2 separate regions of the Columba livia genome follow, and region 1 is linked to region 2. Evidence: chromatin contacts called from public Hi-C data. All regions are on one chromosome and are shown on one strand. Each heading gives the region's core, a stretch centred on a gene start, on an enhancer-like site or on the middle of the called end of the contact. The rest is flanking DNA. Distances are from core to core; before and after follow the strand shown. Region 1 overlaps LOC102096298 (UAP56-interacting factor). Region 2 overlaps PLS3 (plastin 3).

Region 1 (7,538 bases), core at 1,718-4,217, 65 kb before region 2:
TCTTAAAAGATGTAAAAGTATTTCCATAAAAACAAATTCCATGTCATCTCACTATTATCATTTAGAGGAGTTATGTTAAGATTCACCATTATTTCTCCTTCACCCAAAGCATTTTCCATGGTTCAGTGAGGTCAAAGAATAGACTGTTGTTGACTTCAGGTGACTTTGATTCAGAGACATACTTTTCACTAGCAAGTGGGGATCTCCCCAGAGACACAGATTCCCAGTGCTATGACAGCCATGAGTCAGATTGCCCACATTCTTCAGCATAAAATGCATATTTTTTTTTATTAATGGCTTTCACTTTTTCAAATTTAAATGTTTAGACCATGTCTTTGCTCGAAAACACTTTAAATAAAATGTTTTCATTTAATTTTTAAGCTATTTTTAAGACTCAAGAGATGGGATGGAAGGTCATGAAAGTGGTTCTTACAGCTTCCTTCTGAGTACCACTGATATTAAAGTGACTTGGTGTAGAAGGTGGAAATCAAGCAGGTAGATAGTCCTTTGTAAGAGGGAGTTGTTTTTTGCCACACTGATGGAAATCCACTCAATTAGGAGGTCACATATGCCCAGTAAGCTTTTAAAAGATCAGCAAAGTGGTGAACATGATGGCACATTTAATGGCTATGTCTGGGGGGTATAAATAAGAGAACCCTAAACTGAGCAGGCATGTGCATGGAGAGTGGTTATTCCTGAAAATAAAGACTACAGTGACTCAGATATTGAGAGTGGCTGGGTATTAACAGAAAGTAATAAGCAGTTGCTAGGAGGCATAATTCTACTGTAGCTTCCATTTTACAGAAATAAACCAAGTGGGGAGAATGTGGAAACACATCTCAGTTAGTAGGTAGTAACAGTAATGGTGGTTGTCCCACAGAAATAAATGGGATGGAGGCTTTGGCAGTTTGTGTAGGTAACTGCAGGAGGACCTGCGCTGCTGAGGTGTCTTCTGATGTGCTTCATGCTTCAGGGCTTGAACCAGGCAACTTCTGTGTCCAAACAAGAAACAGTCAATGGCTGAAAAGAAACATGAACAAAACTGTAATGCTTGGTTTGTGAGAGGTTTGCTCTCTGTAGACTATTTTTTTTTTTAAAATTTCTGCACCATTAGAATGAAACATTCTTCCTGGTACTCATGCTTTCGTGCTCAGGAGCTGAAGCACACACACTGATTGTTGGCAACAGTGTATACTGAGTCCAAATGTTGAGACTACAGCAACACTGCTTGGTAGAATTATTCCTGTTGTAGGTACAAAAGGCCATGGAAGAGACCAGGTTTTAATAGATTTAGCAAGGAACCACTTTCCCATCAAGAAAATATCAACGACGAAAATAACAAAAAAAAGCACTTGCAGAGTTCTTTTGTTGCAAGACTGCAGAAGGAAAACTGGTTGGGAATGAGAATACAGGGAATGCAGAGCAACAGTGCAGGGCTGAGCCCACCTTGAAGCAATTGCAAGTGACACTGGACACATCCGAGAGCAGTGAAGGAACTGCTGCGGTGTCAGCATCACCGCCTGCACCTTGGAGCAGGCTGGATTTTCCCCTAGACAGAGCCAAAGAAAATGCCAGATAAATGCACTGGCTCTTCAGACAGCGGCAGTCAGCGGAGGGAAGGACAGTCGGTCGTGTGCCATTGCTCACACTCGCTCCTTTGTTGTGCGAGGTTGCAGCACGAGTGGCAGCTGCTGAGCTCTCACTGCTCTTTCAGGGAAACAAGAACAACGATGCTTTCGCCAAAAGCAGCAGCAATGGGCAGCTGGAGGGACGGCGATGGCCACCCCCAGGCCCCAAGAGATTCAGAGCAGCTGCTGCCAGCACCAGTGCCCCAGTGAAAAGGTAAAATATTTTGTATTTTGGGCTTTTTTGTTTTTGATTTTTGTTTTTTGACTCCCTGTGCAGCTCCTGGGGCTCTGCTCTTGGTCTGCACCAGCTGGGAAGGGCTACGGACGTGTGCTAATGCAATGTGAGAAAAATACCCCTGGGTATGTTGGGAAAGTACCTGGAAATAAAGCAACCTTACGCTGATAGTTAATAATTCAGGTATAATATGTCATTTTATTTTAGAAAGCATGGAAAATGTGACCTTTATATTTTTATTAAACATTTTCCTCTGTCACTTTGGTGAAAACTTTTGATGGGTGAAATAGCATTTATTTTCATGAAGACAGGAAATACAGATTCCAGCCATAAGGAATAGGCAGGGAGAGGGAGTCTGTCCTGGTGAGGGGCTGCAGGAGCAGATGCTGCACCCCCGGAGCTGTGGCAAAGGTTGCCAGGCACTGGGGACAGTCTCGGTTCTGGCTCATTGTGAGCCCAGAAGGAAGCTCCCTCGCAGTCCTGTCGTTCTCAGCTCTGAGTAGAGCAGGGACTGAATGACCTCCAGAGGTCTCTGCTGACCAGATTTTTTTCTATTATTTTCTTCCACGATATTTTTTTTTTTAATGATCAGAGTTCAGAACAAACAGAAGCTGTTATTTCATTCGAGCAGAAAAATTAGTTCCTCAGAAAGTCTTCGCTGACAGAAAAACTTGTTGGGCTGAACGAGTGAACTGTGTGGTAACACACAGCCTCATTTGCTTCTCATCCTGCTTTTTAATACCACACTGGATTACATATTTTAGCATAAAACTTTAGGAGAGACCTGTGACGATATTCGACGATGTCCTTTTCTGTCTTCTCCTATACCAGCAGGCCTTTCCTGCTAAAGAGGGGACCAGCCTTCCAGCAGAAGCAGACGCAGCAGCGGTTCTCCAAAGCCAACTTTCAGAGAGGGGTCAGTATTGAGACATTTTTTCTGTAACCTGCTGATGGTGACAAGCCTTCCGTTCTACCAGCTTTTGCCCAGTTGTATCTTTGCTTCCAAAAGTAACTGGGGGAGATGGATCACTTTTACAATTAGTATGTTCAGAGGAAAGTATTTGCAGGACAGGCAACTTGTAATGTAGCTTAATATTCTGGCAGCTGGAAAATAAAGCCTAAGGAAGTGATAAAAGTAAACCTTGCAGCTTATACAGCAGCGCAAGCAGGGCAGAGTAGAGCCACCCCATACACATCCCCGTGCCAGCAGGAAACCCAAGATTAGCAGATTCCTTGACAACATGCAACAAAAGGGCTATTCAGATACACCAAATGAAATAGTGGAAAAGGAATCATGGTTTCTGAGAGCTAATTCTTGAAGTAATTTTTTTTTGTTAATATATTTCACAGCAGATGGATGCTAATAGAGAAGGGAAACCACCAAGGAGGAGAAGGTAATTGGTGAACAAAGGCACGCTGCAAACACGACGTGCTCTTTCATGTTCGAATCGAAGCTGGATACATCTCCCTGTCTCGGCAGGTGGCAAGTGAAGCCCAGCCCTGGAGCAGTTCTGACGGTTTCTGTGGCTAATCCCCAGGCGGGCCAGACCGGCACGTAAGTAAATGAGATGATTTGTTAGGATGCAAGCCCTACAAAAGCCATTGCCAATCCCTTTAGCATTATTGCAGCTTCACTTCTTCTATAATGAGTGCACAATGAATGGTTCAGACCAAAAATGGTTAGCAAATGATGTCTCGTTCCCTTCCTGGCATATCTGAAAGGAGATGGTAATTACCATACAGCTCGTTCATTATCTAGAGTGAGGAGAAATGGAAGCTCTGGCAGCATGTGGGAGGTAGCAGGCTGGTTGTGCTCACTGTGGGGTGTCACAGGGAAGAACCCATGCAGCCTAACGGGACACGTCATGCTCAGTGTGTAAGGGGAACACAGAGGCTGGAAGGGGACAGCTTCACCCCTGGGCTGAGCTGGTGCAGCTGTAGGACCCAGCACCCAGCTAAGGGCAGAAAAGAAGGGTGAGTGAGGGCACTTGGCATCTGCTGCACACAGAGAGCATCCCATGATAGACTTGATGTGACACAGTCCCCAGTGCTGGAACTCTGCCCGCACAGCAGCTCTCCTGGCAGCCTTTACACAGAATCACAGAATGGTTGGGGTTGGAAGGCACCTCTGGAGATCATCCAGTCCAACCCACCTGCTAAAGCAGGTTCACCAGAGCAGATTGCACAGGAATGTGTCCAGGCAGGTTCTGAATGTCTCCAGAGAAGGAGAGTCCACAGCCTTTCTGGACAGCCTGTTCCAAGGCTCTGGCACCCTCAAAGTAAAGAAGTTTCTCTTCATATTCAGATGGAACCTCCTATGTTTCCATATGTGCCTGTTGCCCCTCATCCCATTCTTGGGCACCACTGAAGAGAGTCTGGTCCCATCCTCTTGACACTCACTCTTGAGATATTTATAAACAATTATAAGGTCTCCTCTCAGCCTTCCCCAGGCTGAACAGACTCAGTTCTCTCAGCGTTTCCTCATAAGAAAGATGCTCCAGACCCTTCATCATCTTTGTAGCCCTCTGCTGTACTCTCTCCAGTAATTCCTTGTCCTTCTTAAACTGGGGAGCCCAGAACTGGACACAGTACTCCAGATGTGGACTCACCAGGGCAGAGTAGACGGGGAGGATAACCTCCCTTGACCTGCTGGTCTTAATGCACCTCAGGTACCATTGGCCTTCCTGTCCACAAGGGCACATTGCTGGCTCATGATCAGCCTGTTGTCCACCAGGACTCCCAGGTCCTTCTCTGCAATGCTGCTTTCCAGCAGGCCAGCCCCTAACCTGTACTGGTGCCTGGGATTATTCCTCCCTAGGTGTGGGACCCTGCACTTGCCTTTGTTGAATTTCGTCAAGTTCTTCTCTGTCCAGTCGTCCAGCCTGTCCAGTCTCTTCAGACTCACCCAGGCTGCTGTGAGATATCCTATGGGACATACAGGGCGTGCAGGTGTCTCCTTCACTCCTTGCTGACTTGCAAACGATAGGAAGCGAGCCGCCTTAGCATCCTCAGTGACTGCAGATCTGTGCTTTTCCCAGGCCCAGATCCAAGCGCCCGTTCCTGCGACGCCAGAGGCCCCCGCTGCACACAGCCAAGCCCCAGCCCAAAGGAGTGCCGCTGAGATTCAACTTCCGTGCAATGGCCAACCAGGTAGAGGATCATCGTCGGGACAGGCAACACCTTGCACCCTGCAGCAGCCCTGCCACTAAGCTGTTAACATCATGCTCAGGTTTTTGGGGCTGCCAGTTGGGTTTATCTCGCATAACCCAGGAGAAAAGTCCTGTAGCCGTGCTGACTGGGCTGCTCACAAAACTGAAGGCGCCTGAGAAGACTGTTCAGCAACTACAAACTCAGCCTAATTTTCCCCAGTCTGTTGGCACCTCTTGGCCTGTCCATGTGCTTGCCCAGAGCAGGGAGATGCTGCTTGTAAGTGGTCCTGGCCAGGGGGGACTGTTTCACTGTCAGTGCTCCCCACTCCTCAGAGACACATGGCACTTCTGGGCTTTGCTCTCTCTGCTTTGGTGACCTCAGTGCCACATTTTACACTGAAGTATGGTGCAAGAGCCCTGGGGCAGGTCAGAAATCCTGCTCCACCTTCTTCATTGCCAGCGTTTCTTGTCTGGATGGTTTGGTTTTACTTGATGCCTTGTGCTCAAATGCCATCTGCTTGCTCCTGTTCTTGCCAAGGACACCCGGTGTCTTGGGGCTGGGCACTGCTTGGAGGTTTTCCAGCCGCACACAGTCTGTCGAGCTCCTTGTCTCCATGTGCTGAGTGGTTTAATTCACTAACTGGCTGCAAAGCACCGTCCTGACTGATGGGCTCTAATCAATACCCTGCTACAGTTTGGCTGTGCTTTGCCATGACACATGGGACTGACTCGCTCTCCATTTCCCCTGCAGACCAGCCTGACGCTGGATGAGAGGTTCTCTGGTCTGAGGAATAAGAGGCGCTTTACAGCAGCCAGGAGCACCGGCCGGAGGGTCACCATGCCTTAGCACCACGTGCTCATCACAGGGACTGCCCAAAACAGTCCAGGCCCCATAATGGGCAGCTCAATAAAACTCAATATATTTCCTCTGAGATAGCTAATTTGGCAATGTGCCGTCTCCTTCCTTACACGCAGAATGAATGAGTGATTTCGGGCAGAGATGAGGCAGGAGTTGAGTTGGGGCCAGAGCACAGGGCAGGTGTGACATGAGCAGGGTGGTGGAGGAGGGTGAGCTGAGATGGATTTGCTGGGAGCGCTGTGGTGGGGAGCTGTGGGGCTGGCACCAGCCCTGTTTCCCTGCCAGGGCACCCTGTGCTGTCTGGGGTGACTCCCAAGAGGGAGGGGGGACCAGCTCCAAGCCATACCTGTGGAGCCTTTCCTGTGTTGTGCCATGGGTGGGACAGTGTTGAGGACACTGTGTCTGCCCACATGGGATGCAAACCAGGGAGCAGAGCATCTGCAGGGCTGAGGGATGTGTCCCAGCAGTGGCACTGGTGGGGATGCTCCAGCTGCTTGTGTTCCCCAGCATCCACCTAATTGCCCAATTTGTTGTGCGTGCAGGGATGCCTGCACAGAGGTTTGCAGTGTAAGACCCCTTCATCCCAAAAACGTTCTTGCTCTGCCCCGACAGTCAGGCCTGAACACCTTGTATTTCTATTTGGTTTGCTGTGCTGTTCTGACTGCTGCTGCTGGCCTGGTTGTGGGACAGGGTGAGACGTGCTGTGCCACTGGAGTGACTGTCCTCGGTGCGGAGCACAAACAGGCAGCACTAGCCCAAATCAGGTTTTCCAGTGCTGCAGTAGTTCTGCATTAGGGATTTTGTAGTTGCAGCTCCACCTGTGCTCAAAGCATTGGCATAATCAAACTAGGAGCTGCAGAAGGGAGGCCAGGATCTACAGCAGTCTTATAAACATTGGCTGAGATGTTAATGAGCTGGGTCTAGACATTTATTAACGAAGCCCTGCACCAACCATGAGTCAGTGATCCATTCTCCACCCACTACTGCAACCTGGCACCGAACACACTGAACACAGCCTGTTTCTGAACTCTAAGCTACACTTATTAAAGTAAATATTTGATAGGCTGCTTTACATTGTACACGAAGTGTCTTTAACAAGAGACTGGACTTGGTATTGGTTTTATAGGAATGTGTGAAATGTTGTTAGTTGATGAAGCGGTGATGTACGAGTTCAATGCACTGAATAAAAAAACTAACTTGTCAAATGTCATCTCCATTTATTTCCCTTCCTTTGACAGGCTTTCGTCGGATGTTCAGCCTCTCAGCGTGGTGCTGTGGGACACAGCACCCGAGGCCACATGGAGGAGGCCATGGTCCCCATCAGTGCACACCCATGGGCAAGGGGGGACAGGCCTGGCCACACAGCAGTTTGCTGCTCCAAAGCTGGCTCCAAAGCACAGCCAGAGCAGTGACAGGTTTTCAATAAGTATTTTCTAAAATCTTTACTGTGATCTCTTGCCTTTAGTGTTATTGGCAAAATTATCAGAGCAGACCTGACTCCAACTATATGCAAAGCGAAACAAATGCAAATTGACTTCCAGGTTAATGAACTCAGGAGAAGGTATCACCCCTTCATGCAAATAATCTGGATGTCATGGAAGATAAACAAGAAGTGCTGTCACAAATGCCAATATCACTGATTTCAGTTGCACCTTCACTATAAATAT
Region 2 (7,520 bases), core at 4,561-7,060:
CTAGACTGTAAAAAAACCATAAAAATGTGAAATATTGTCTCTCTTATAAAACCTTTCTAAACAGTCATGAAAATGGCTGTAGGAGGATACTAGAAAGATTCAGTTTCTCCCAAAGCCCAGGGACAGAGCCTTCAGCCTTTGTCTAACTTGGTTGCCTGTTTTTACTTTAGCTGTGAATCAAGGGGCTGTTTGTTCATATCTCAAATTCTTAAAGTGGAAAAACTGACTCCTGCAGTTATGTCTTTATTACAGACATTTTTTGCTAGAGGAAACAGAATTTTCCTTAAAAAAAAAAAAAATAATGCTAGTTGGGCTGCTTTTTAAAATGGCATAGATAGAGGGACTTAAACAAAGCAATATGAACTGTTGCAATAAAACCTGCAAAACACCAATTTTGGCAAAAGCATAAAGACAACAATCTGATACTCTCCAAGATGGGGCAGACTGGATAACATCTGAAGTGCTTCTGTCCCCTGCCAGTGTTTCCAGCATCAGGTGCTGAATGAGGCTGTGGTTTGGGGAGATGCTGGGATTTGCAGGAGGTGTCGGTGACCGCTGGGGCGATAGCTGGAGAGGACTCACCTCCGACGTGCTACAGGTGATCCTGCCCCTGACCTGTGGCCCATTAGTGCAGCTCCTGCCAGAGTTTTGTTTGCTAGAAGTGTTGCTGTTGCTTGGGCTCCAGATGATGGGGAGACTGTCTTGCTAGGGAAAAAGGAATAAAAAACCCCAAACAAAACCTAAAAAAAACCCTACAACAAACCAAATAAAAAAAAAAAAAACAAAACCAAAAATCAAAAAACCCAAAATGAAACCTAACAAAACCCAAGCAAACTAACAAAACCCAAACAACAAGGACAACAACAAAAACAAGACCAAAAACCGGAACAAAACCCAAACCCACCGAACTGATTAATTGGACTCCTACTGAAATTTTTATATCTCATTGGGGTGGTGGGAAATGGAGCTTAAGAAAAATCCCCTTTGTTCTCCCTTGCTTTTTTTTTCTATGACCATCAACATATGAAAAGTATTTTGATACTACAAGGAAAACAGGAAAGCATGTGATTCTGTGCTCAATTTAGATATATGGGACTGATTTTTGTCAATATGTTAGGGATTAAATTAGGGCTCTCCAGAGCTGAATGCACAAGCTGTTTAAAACACAGGTTGAAGATCTTGGATAACAGAAGCTTGTAGCCTCTCTGGATTAGGTTCTGTTTTTCTATAAGATCTTTCCCTCAAAGTATCTTTGCAGCTTGGCATCACAGGAGCTGATAGGGCAAGTGAGGTGTGATCCTGCTTCTTCATACTGGAAGTACCACGTAACACTTTGCATTGTTAATACCAGAAATAGTGGCTATGAGTGATGCAGTTTCTGTCAATAGTGTGGTGAGATCAGTCATTTCTCTTCAGGAGAGCAACCCACCTTTGAAGTACCCATTCGTTTCCAATGGTGACTGGAGCACTTCAGGTTACCATATTTGTAGCAACGCATGTGTGTCTTTCTAAATTTTATCAGGTTTTGTTCTGGGGTTTTTTTGTTTGTTTTTTTTTATGTTTGTATTGGTCTTTGCCCTAGCGACATTGTTCATGTATGTGACACTGTCCCAGCCCTGGCTGCAGAAGCCCGTGGTGCCAGGACTACTTCTTGATGAGCTGTGCTCAAAATAGCAGGGGAGGGGGATGGTTTATCTGCTTTTCCCACTGTCTCTCCAGTGCTACAAGTTAGAAGGGTGTCTTGCTCTGCTTTCACAAATAGTAGGGCTGAACTTGCTGCCTTTGACTCAGCCCTGGTGGGAGGGACAGAGATGGTGGATGAGGTCCCATGTGCTTTCACAGTTGCTGTCCCCATTTTTCTGGGAGAGCTCAGCACAACCCCTCCCAGCAGATGAAACTGCTGGGCAAGCATGAAAGTTCTCAGTGTATCCAGAATGCCGCTAACCAAGTGGAAACTTGAATTCAAGCTACCCATCCCTGTAATTGGCATTTTTGTTTTGTGAAGCAGTGCTTCAGCTGGGTCACTTGCTAAACAATGTCTGAAAGATCATAAATCCCAGGTCCTTGTTTACGCTCCCATTGCTATCTTGCTCTCCTTCCTGCTAATCAGCCAGGAAGGGTCTGTGGAACTTTATTTGGGTTTGGAGCAGGGCTGTGGTTTTGAGATTCCGGGATGCTGAATCCCGTCCCAGGGACAGGCTTGGATGCTCTCCTGCCTTGGAGCCTCTGCAGCAGGACACTACTGAGCAGCCTGATACTCCAGCCTGTTGCTCTTTTCCTTGGGTTAAAACTGTGGTTGCCTTCTGCTATAACTGCTGAGCAGCTGCAGTGCTGTGGTGGTGTGCATGTATATATATATATACACGTATATATAGATATTCTGCTATAAATAGTCTAGTTAAACATTTCCTTGACCCAGCATAGAACAAGTGCTTGTCTCCAGGTGGTCACAGAAATAAAGGAAGTGAGTTTCAAAGCAATATAGTGATTAAGCTTTTTCTTCCTGAATGCTGCACAAAAGGTTTTGCCTTCAAGAATGGATCGTGAGGACATTATTTTAGAGAATACATAGAGTGTTGTAGCTGTATGTGAAGTTATCCTGTTATGATTGGTATTGTGCAGACAAGCAGGCAGGTTGGCTCCTGTTTTTAAGAACTGTTTCTGAGATAGCAACACTTTGAAGGAGGTCAATACGGAAATATATTTACAAATGCATTCATGTTTCTCAGTGCTTCTGGAAGTAATAAGCAAGTTTCTGAACCCTCATTTAGGTGAAGTTCACCTTTCCATGAGGAGAGAGGGGAAACTGGGCCTTCTGAAAACTGTAAATATTTCGAACAAGTGGCTTTAATGTCTGAGCTAAACTTCAGTCTGTTCTTTCTGCACTGTTTGGCTGAAGTTGGGACTGAGTTTTCCTTGGGGACATGGATGGGAGGCTCCCGTGCAATCCTGCCCCTGCCCTTCTGTTGCCCACCCCTTTGTAATGTTCTTGTTGATCTCATTTCCAGCTGGGCTCTTGCCACTGTTTTATACAAACCAAATGCTCAAGCAAAGGCAGCATAGTTGGACTTCTTGTTGAAAACTTGTACCCCTGCCTGGCTCAGAAACTCCTGGAAGTTACTGTAGCTCTCCTGGATGGATGGGTATGGCAGCGATCAGCCTACTTGAGTTAGATCTATTGCTAAAGACAAGACCTTTTGTGCCTCCCTCCCACCGCCTTCTTCTTGAAGTGGTATATACCTTTTTTTCTGGGTTATATAGGGTCGTTTTAGTTGGTCCCTTTGCTTTTCGTTATCTGAAGGTCTATGCAAAGAGGTCTTGGAAAGACAGGAGGTGGAGTAAGATTCTGCCCTGCACTAATGGCCTTGAAACCCACTGTTATGCAAGAGGCTTTACAACCATTACTGGTCAATAATTCACTTCAGTGATTAAGGCTTTGTGCATTACGTTGATATCAGCTTGGCACATAGCAAGGTATTGCACTTTTAGTGCATTGCCCTTTGAACTGTAGTACTAGTAGCTAATATTCTTCATCAACATTTGGACCTCATTGGTGTAATCCTTGTTGTGGTCTTATTGCTCCCAGCTATAGATCTTCCCTTCCTACCTGAGCTGTGAAGTTGCTTCATGCCTTCTATCAAATAGCATGCCTTGCTTAGTCTTGGCTTTATGTAGGAACTGTAAATATTTTTTTATAAATTTGGAAGGACAAGGTGTTTTTATGGTTTTGTGTTGTGTGGGGTTTTTTTGTTGTTGTTTTTGTTGTGGTGTTTTTTTTTTGTTGTCTTTTTTTTTTTTTTTTTTTTTTTTTTTTTTTACTAATTCAAAAATTATTAAACTCGGAAGCAGCAACCAACTTGATAATAAGAAATCTGAGTCAAAGCAAAGACTGGCTTCACAGCATAGAGATCGGTCTGCTACTAGTAGCTGTTTTTTATGGGCTAGAAAATGTGAGGCAGCTTACTAATTAACAGTGTAATGAGCTGTATGGTGAAGATTGCACCCTAGGGACCTAAAGGCTATGGGTGACAACTTGCAGTATACGTGTGAGCGGTATATTCAGCTTACATCACCTTTCTGCATGCTGAAAATAGTGCAATAGTCAAGGGAGCCCCTGAAGTCAGTCTCTCCAGTAGGTCCATCCTACAGAAGATTTTCTGTTGGGGTCTGAGACAAAAGGAGCTGTTAGAGGGGAAGCCAACAACTGCAGGCATGAGCTAAATACCAGGAAAAGCATCAAGGTCCCTTGAGATGAGATTCTGGACTAGTTGAACACAGCTGGATTTGTAGGCCCACTTGTACAACATGATGAGCTACATGCCAAAATCTTCTACCTCCAGCATCTGGCAGAATGTCCAGATGAGATACCAGCGACTCCTCAAAGATCCTTGTAGGCTGGGCTGGGCCTACAGGCTGCTGCGCAGGTTGGTCTGTGACTATACCAGCTGTGCCTTGATGTCCCAGCACCGAAACCTTTCTGATAGTGGGAGGTGACCCGCAGATTAGTGGTGTGGGACTGAAGAGCCACCCAGTGGCAGTCTCCCACAGCCTCCCCAGCAACCAGGAGTGGTTTGCAGCAAACTGGTCCGGACGGTGGTCAACAGTTGGCTAAATGTCTATGTGCTATTTGGAGCAGGTGATGACTACAGTGGTATAACCCTTTCTTCCATATAGGTGGAAGACACTAAGCAGTCCTTGACCTCTGGTTCTGCATAATTGCTGGTCTTGCTGCTGTCCATGGATTTATTTTTCAAGCCACATCCTTTTTGCTGTTGTAATCTTATTTTACAGATTACACCAATTTTATTAGTAATCTAATAGGCTTCTTCTCTAGGCAAGACACTGGTGGTGTTTGGCATTAGAGATAGCTCTCGTTTGCTGTTGGCTTTTTTAAAATCAAAATGAGGTACAGTGCTTGGCTTTGGTAACAGTATTTATGTTTTAGTATTTGGCAAGTGAGTCTTCTCAGGGGAAAAGTCTGGCTTAAGTAGCTGAAAACTTTGCAGAGCTGTCGCTGCTGCTCATTGTGCAAAGAATTTATCATTGACAGAAAATGAAAAGGCTTATGATGAACTTGTATGAAAATATGAACCTCTCGTGAACAAATCTGTACTCCTGTCATTTGTATTGTGGTACCATCTGCAGTTAACATTTTTCTGCTGTCTTTTAAAACTTTATTTCTTCTGTATATCAAAAGACCTTAGTACAAAGAACTACATTCCTATTAAATTGCAGGTTTTGCAAATTAATCTGAAGTTTATTCCATGAGGATGCAGCCCACATGAATGTTTTACATTTCTCAATTATAAATGTGTCTAAACTGATGTTGTCAGAAAATGGATTAGAACAACTTCCCTGTTCAGAAATTTTGGGCAGTCACATGTGTTCCTCAGCAGTACAATTTCAGTTATATAGCACTATTTCCTTGAGTAGTGACTTGCGGGCTTTTTGGTCTTAATCGACCTTCACCTCATGCTGTTGTAATTGCCCAAAACAAAATGTTTTCTTTGGGGTGTGATAGGTGCAAGGTGCACTTCATGGTGAGTTAGGTGGAGCTGCAAAACTGGCTTATTCTCCACTCCAAGTTCCTTCTACCAGCTTCTGCTTTGGCTCAAAGATGACATAGCAGGAAGGATGAGAAAGTGCCCCAGAACTGGTGATTCCCTGCTCAGGCCTGAGACCTGTCTGCAGGGCTGACTGGAGCAAACCCTGGTGGCACCGCAAACACCTGCAGCACCTTCAGCACTGGCTTCTGCCCTGGGAGGTGCAGTACATCTGGCAACTGTTTTTTCAGTGAAAGTGCAGAAAAGGTTCCCTTGGTCACCTTTAGTTTCTCTCTCCCTTTACAATAAAACCCACCCAACTCCAGACTCCCCATTGCCTGTGATCACAAGGGAATAACGTGTTCATTTTTTATTTTTTTTTTTTCCACATGTCCCCTCTCCACACCCACCTTTTGTGTCTTTCGAATTTAATAAAGTGGGTGACTCAGTACTAAATATAAAGTCTGCTTCCGGCATCATCTGCCTGTGGCTCATTTCCTGGAGCTGACATCAGTGGAGCCTCCGATTTCCTTACGAAGTAGTGAGACACAAGATATCCTTTGCACGGTGTTCTGGGCATACTTGCTGTCTTCTTTGGTGACTGCATGGCTCCCTGCTCTAGGCTGTGAATAACTACTCAGTTAATTACTAAGCTGATAGCTGTTGGAGCACAGGGTAAGTCAGGCAAGTCCTCAGATCTATGTTGCACTGCAAAAATCATACTTCGGTTTGCAAGTGTTTTTTAAATAAAGACTAACTTTCAGTCCCTGCTGCATATGCAATTTTTTTATTAAATAAGCGTGAGCCTGACTAATGTCTTGCTTTCTTCCTGATGACAGGCTCACTGAAAGAGCAGCTCAGGAAGCTTTTAAGCAGGAAATCTAGCAAAGATGGATTTTTTTTTTTTTGAAAAAAAAAACACTGATAAATTGAGGACTTAGCTCAAATGCTTGCTCCTCTGTTGTCAAATCCTTCCATAGCTGTTTACATTGATGGAATGTACTCTACAGTTGGTTGTGACTGAAGGCAAAGGCAAGAAGCTTATAAAAAAACACAGGGGAGAGTGCTTCTATCCATCTGTGCACAATTTATCTTTAAAAGAGAATGTGGACAGAACTGGAGGAGAGGAGCATCCAGCACATGGTAAATGGTCACTGATCCTAGTCCAAAATGGGGTAGTGGCTGGCCACTCAGCTTTGCTCTCTAGAGCCTTGGCTCGTAAAGTGTGGTGATTTCTTTCTGATAGACTATTTGGGTTACCTGGTTTCTCTTCCAGCTAGTTACTCCTTTGGCTCTGTCCACGCTCCTGTCTTCGGGAGGATGCTCCCAAAAATGCTTGTTATGCGGCACCAGAGCAGGCAGAGCCAGGAAGCTGAGCCACCTTTGCTGATTGTGGACACCCAGCCAGCTGATGCTCTGCTGGCTCTGGGATCTGCTGGGGCTGGTGTGGCCCAGCCCAGCCCTCTGGCCATGGGGGTTTCTCTAGCATGGGGATGCTGGAGGGGGCCAGCTTGTCCTACACCCCCTTGACTGGATGGCAGTGGAGCTGGCTGTATCCCAGCAAACAGCTTTTTTAGACAGGAGCTAGAGGTGCCTGCAGGCAAAAAGCCTTCCCAAAAATCGCTAGGGCTGGTGTAGAATGCCCAGGGACTTAGACATTGCTGTGGGTTTCATTAGTTGCCTTGTCATGCTAATATTGGAAGATGTACATCTCTTGGTGTTGCTAACTAGAGGTGGAAGAGACTACTTCTGGAGTGGGCAGGAAAGCTGGGTGTCCAGGAGCAGGTGGCTGTCCTCTTCTGGGTGGTGGGACTCGCTGGAGAGAGCAGTGGGGTTGCACAGTCTGCTGCAGCTGAAGGCCAGCACGTTGCATGTGCTCTCTTCCTGCCCCAGACCTTTGCCAGAGGGTCCATTCTTGGGGGCTAGTGGTGAGAGTGACAAGGTGACTCCTGGATTTACCCTCTCTGCTCCCTTGTC

The links. Hi-C and Micro-C count contacts between places; a contact is called where the count stands out from the background.
Region 1: a Hi-C map of liver shows a contact between it and region 2, with 4 times the contacts expected there. The contact joins two enhancer-like sites. A contact is called at or near these places in 2 of 2 Hi-C or Micro-C datasets (crop and liver).

The regions. Positions count from the first base shown.
Region 1 is chr12:8,130,195-8,137,732 of bColLiv1.pat.W.v2, reverse strand. It overlaps LOC102096298 (UAP56-interacting factor), which reads left to right. Exons shown (of 9, transcript XM_005500475.3): 4 at 1,715-1,842; 5 at 2,695-2,779; 6 at 3,214-3,257; 7 at 3,344-3,418; 8 at 4,902-5,013; 9 at 5,764-7,076. The coding sequence ends at 5,859. LOC110357462 (a long non-coding RNA gene) reads right to left here. Exons shown (of 3, transcript XR_010475662.1): 3 at 894-1,020. Among named protein-coding and RNA genes, the nearest start is that of LRCH2, 20 kb to the left of the region's middle. Within about 2 kb of position 2,967, at least 1 of the 3 cell types and tissues checked has an H3K27ac peak away from gene starts, as active enhancers do.
Region 2 is chr12:8,068,366-8,075,885 of bColLiv1.pat.W.v2, reverse strand. The region is part of intron 1 of PLS3 (plastin 3); the gene reads left to right. Among named protein-coding and RNA genes, the nearest start is that of PLS3, 14 kb to the left of the region's middle. Within about 2 kb of position 5,810, at least 1 of the 3 cell types and tissues checked has an H3K27ac peak away from gene starts, as active enhancers do.